Linked DNA regions of Capsicum annuum: region 1 is linked to region 2. A link is a contact called in public Hi-C data. All regions are on one chromosome and are shown on one strand. The core of a region is the stretch at or near the end of the contact, and the rest is flanking DNA. Distances in the headings are between cores, read along the strand shown.

What was found. Hi-C and Micro-C count contacts between places; a contact is called where the count stands out from the background.
Region 1: a Hi-C map of leaf shows a contact between it and region 2, with 2.6 times the contacts expected there. The contact joins the enhancer-like site here to the promoter of LOC107863844 in region 2. A contact is called at or near these places in 3 of 5 Hi-C or Micro-C datasets (bud, leaf and placenta).

What each region holds. Positions count from the first base shown.
Region 1 is chr3:53,468,761-53,471,460 of UCD10Xv1.1, reverse strand. No RefSeq gene overlaps it. Among protein-coding and RNA genes, the nearest start is that of LOC124897380, 61 kb to the left of the region's middle. Within about 2 kb of position 1,325, at least 4 of the 5 cell types and tissues checked have an H3K27ac peak or open chromatin away from gene starts, as enhancers often do. A contact at or near this core is called in bud and leaf, where this site is marked.
Region 2 is chr3:53,339,672-53,342,371 of UCD10Xv1.1, reverse strand. It overlaps LOC107863844 (auxin-induced protein 22D), which reads left to right and starts at 1,325. Exons shown (of 3, transcript XM_016710004.2): 1 at 1,325-2,123; 2 at 2,232-2,437; 3 at 2,555-2,700. The coding sequence starts at 1,909.

The sequences.
Region 1 (2,700 bases), core at 76-2,575, 130 kb before region 2:
AGAAGATTGTACTCACTAAGTTTTATAGTTGAAAGGTTATCGATATTTCGTCTTGTTAACTAATAAAGATCATTTAAATTCAACGTTCAAACTTAAGGGACTTTTGTGATCATTTTTCCCTTATCTTTTGAGTCACTTTTAGCGATTATTGATTTTTAAGAAAAATGCATAAAGTTCGATGATATTATTGGAACAAAAAAAAGATAAATGACTTTATTGAAATATTTTTCTTAGTTGAGTGATAATATGAGGAATTTACTCAATTTAACAAATACTCCATTTGTTTCAAACTATCCATCCCAAATTGAGATAAAATTAAGAAAAATAATTAATGACATGGCTAGTTTATCATAATGCCCCTATTAAATGATGTTTATATTTTAATTTAAAGAAAAATTAATTAATGCAAAGGGTAAAATATGAAAAAATAATTATGTCTCTTCTTGATTAATAAAAAATGACAAGTAAAATGGAAAATTAAATAAAAAAATTTGAAACGGATAAGTTGAGACGGAGTGAATATTTAACTATAAGACCGTATAATTAAAGAGACTAAGTTTATAATCCACATTTAATATGGATTGGAGGGCAAAATATAATATGGGGAACATTAAGAAATGAGACAAATCTTGTTGTAGTATTATGTTAAAAATAAATATTAAATCTACTCAATCATAAAAATTCTATTAGATGAAAATTGTTCAAAATTATATTAAAAAAAAACAAATATCACATTACCAAAACAGCCTCCGAACTTGTCCCGATAACTTACTTTAATATTTAAACTTTATGGATAATTATTTACCCCTCTAAATCTTTTTGAAGTGATTATATACCACCTTAAAAATACAACATCACTCTCACTACGGATAGTGTATTACACTTGCGCCACATTAGCGCCACGTCAAAATTTATTTTAATAAAAATGACTCCACTAATTTATTTATTATACAATATTACCCCCTCCCCTCCGCCCACCCCGCCCCTATCCCTTTCTTCTTCAATCCCCACCACCCCTTTCTTCTTCCACCCCCATCCCCGCCCCTGGCAGCCCGTACCCCACCCCAGAATCCATAAAAATAAATTACAAAACAAAGCTTACAAAATTCAAACCAAACATTCAAATTCAAGTTCGAAATTCAAATTTATGGATTAAACTAAACATTCAAATTTATCTTTATGGATTATGAAATTCGTAATCCATAAAGATCAAGTTGCTACTTCAAATCAAAACTTGCATCCAATCCAAACATCCAAATTTGTTTGTTGATTCAAATCAAAACTTTCATCAACAATCAATTTTTTTATACACATTTTTTTCTTATAAAATTGATGAAATCTAATAAAAATGGAGATAGTGGATTTGAAGAAGGAGAAAAGGGATTGAGTGGGGTGGGTTAGGGGCGAAGGTATAAGAAAAAAATAAAAGAAAGGAGTGCGAGGGGTGCGGGGATGTGGGGTGAGGGGTGGGTGGCATTAGAGAAGAAAGGGTGTGATTTAGATATATAGGATAAGAAAGGGTGTAATTTGGATATATAGGAGAAAAAAGGGTGTGATTTGAATATATATATTATAGAAAAGTGAGATCATTTTTTAAAAAAAAATAAATCACGCATTTTTTATTTTTTTTTTTAAAATGTCACGTCAGAATTAGGATTTAAATTAATTCATTTTAAAAATGTTAAGGGGATAAATAAATAACAGATAAGTTTAAGTGTTAAAATAAGTTGGGTAGATAAATTTGAAGGGTTTTAATGCATTTCTCTTGACAAAACCAATACAAGGCAACTAAACATACATTGAATCACGACATGTATCCATTGCTCATACGATGAATACGCATATGGATGGAGGAGAGGATAGCAACTAGCAAAAAGGATAAGTAAAAATTTTGACATAATAAATTAAAGAGTTAATACGTAAAAATGACTCTAAACTTGACATTAAATTATAACTTTGACTTAAAATTTTGACAGTGCACAAATATGACCTTTAAACTGTACAAATATGACCTCTAATCCTACGTGAAAAAACGCGTATTCAACACGCAAAACTGAGCGCATCCAGCTTAAAATCTAAGGGCATAATACATAAATATGACCTTAAACTTTGACAGTGCATAAATATGAACTTTAACTATTCAAAACTGCACAAATATGACCTTTAAATGACTCTTCACTATTATTTTTTCATTATTTCGGCTCAAAGATGAAAATGACATCTAATTTCTTTTGTCATTGCGGAAAAAGAGCAATATTGAAGATTTATAAATTAGGCGGATTAGCCTCATACGAAAAAATCAAGCGGATATGTATATATATTACTAAAACAGAGGATGAATTTAAGTTATTTAATATATCTAAATATTATTTATTTAAATATTAAATTAAAGATGAACCTATACTAATAATAATAAAAATTATAGTTTTAATAAAACGTTATTAAGGATAGTAGTAGTAGTATATTAAATTAACGTTATCAAATTAACATAATTAAAATTTTATTAAATTAACATTATTAAATTAACGAGGGGCGGACCTACGTGGTTGCCATGGGATTCACCCGAACCCTTTCGGTAAAAAATGACGTTGTATATATATAAGATAGAAAATGTATATTTATATACGTATATTAATGTTGAACCGCATAAAACAAGACACTTAGATAGCCCAGTGGTGTTATTTACTCTTCTTGGGCACT
Region 2 (2,700 bases), core at 76-2,575:
GGATGCATGTCCAATGTCCAAGTTTCATCTTCGTTGTGTGTCATACCGAAATCATTTTCTCTATTTCCTTGAAATGGTTTTGTTTGGCAAATTGAAGGACAAAGGCACAGATACAGCAGTCAAGTGGGCTGCTTTTAACTAATGAAGGCTAAAACTAGAACATGGTTGATACATAAAAACACCTCAAAAGAGTTGGGTAATCGAAAGGGGAAGGATTCAATCCTGGGGAAGAATTGGGTAGTGACAAAGAACTATTGGAAACATGAATCAGATAAAGAATGGATGTTTTGCCCTCTTGGCCATTTTAAGACTTGGAAATTGCAGAATCCGTTTCCAAAGTATGGAGGAGGGAAAAAAAAAGAAAAAGAAAAAGGGAAAGGGAAAGGGAAAGAAAATATATACATATATATATATATATAAAGAATAATAATTAATTTTTTTATATAAAAATATAATATTACATGGAAATTACGTGGCATTACATGGCAAGTGGTGTTGCTCACTTTCCATTACACATCTGGGAATCAGTTTTCAGGGGGTAATTATTCCACTTTAAAATAGCTCAGGGATGTGATAGGACCTCCGCAAAGTAAAAGTGTGTAGTTGAGATTTGGGTTAAAGGTTGGGGGGGCTTGTGGCCATTTTCTCTATTTAATAAGATGAAAGCTATTGAATGGTGATCGGCTTGTGGGAGTGAATAGTGTCGACAAGAGCTCGAAAGATTGTGCACTGATTTCATTTTTTTTTCCTTTTATCTTTTAATGATTAAGGCCATAAGAATGATGTTTCATTATTTATCTTTTTGTATGTTCTCCCTATAATTTCTCTTTATTTTTTATGTTATATGAATTTTTAATTATAGGAAGCTTATAAATTTCTTTTCGTTAAAATAGTAACTTATGATGTTATTGAAAGTTTGTTAACGGCTAATCGAAAGTTTTCCTCTATTCAATGACTTATATGTCCGAGTGTGTGTATAGGAGAGAGAGATTGTAAATACCTCTTCTATTTAATTTATATTTAAAACTTATTGATGTTTTATGGACTTTTATCTTATTGATGTTTTATGAGCTTTTATAATAGTACGAAGTGCGGACAATTTCACTAGTTATAAATAATACGGAACAAAATTTACGCATGTAATCACGCAACATGTGAATCTCTATATATCTATATCTTATACACAATACCCTAACCTAGTTCATGTAACGTAACGCTAGTCATGTTTCCATTTGATCAAACTAATTCATTAATCATTAGGACTATAATCTTAAAATTAAAAAAGGCAGTTTGATGCACTAAATTCTCGCTGCTTGGGGAAGACTCGAAGTACAAGTGTTTATTGTAGGTAGCGAGAGACTGTTTCTACAATTTGACTGGGTGACTTTCTGGTCACATAACAACAACTTTAAGCGTCGATTTTCCGGACCACAGCTTTGAATACTGGCGTGTGGAGTGTCCCTCTTGTGTTCCCTCATCACACATCAAGCAACCCAAAATTGCCGGTCATATGATGGACATCAGTAGCTGTTGCATGAAAATTTGTGTTCCAACTAACGTAACCTGTGTCCAAAATTCGCAATGAACGTGCGTAATCAACACATTGTCTGTTTAACTGGCTGCAACTAAGCGCGTATTGACAAAGAGGCGTGGGCAAGTCATTTTCCCATGCTATGAAATTCATGCACATACAGAATAACTCACCTAGATATTGTCTAGCCTTACTCTTCATATAAAATTATCAATCCCCCCTTCCTCATTATTCATCATTCACAACTTGCAATTTGCAAAACAACTAATAACTCTTCATTACCAGAAGTACTCTGCAATTTCCTTAAGTGTATCACTAATCGGTTAACATACAGCAGACCGCTCAAGAACTACAGGAGGAAAATAAATTGTTTGGAGATGGAAAGACGAAGAGCGATTTACGAGAAGGATCTGAATCTTGAGGCAACTGAATTAAGATTAGGTTTGCCTGGACTAGATGAATCAGAGAAACAATCTTCTACCTCAAATAGTGCTAAAAATAGCAAAAAAAGACCTTTATCGGAGATGGATGATAATAACTCATCTTGTGTAACCGAAAATGAACAACAAGAGTACGCTCCTCCTGCACCAAAGTAAGTGTTGTTGAACTATTTTTACATTTTTTTGCTCTTTTTCTTGGTTGATTTGAATATTGTTATATAGATCGGGTTTTAACAAGATTTTTTTTTTAATAATTTCAGAGCACAAGTTGTTGGTTGGCCACCAGTTCGATCTTACAGGAAGAATATCGTACAAGCCAAGAAACCAGAATCTGATACTTCTTTAGGGATGTACTTAAAAGTTAGTATGGATGGAGCACCTTATTTGAGAAAAATTGACCTTAAGATTTACAAAAGCTACCCAGAGCTACTCAAGGCTTTACAAAACATGTTCAAGTGCACTATTGGTAAGTTTCAGTAATTTCGTTACACATGCAGTGTATATAATATAAATTAAATAGTACTTCGATATGTTTGTTTGTGTTAGATCCGAAAATCTTATGTTTTGTGTTGAATAACTTCAGGGGTATATTCAGAAAGAGAAGGATACAATGGATCTGATTATGCACCAACTTATGAAGACAAAGATGGTGATTGGATGCTAGTTGGAGATGTACCATGGGAGATGTTCATCAATTCATGCAGAAGGCTTAGAATAATGAAAGGATCT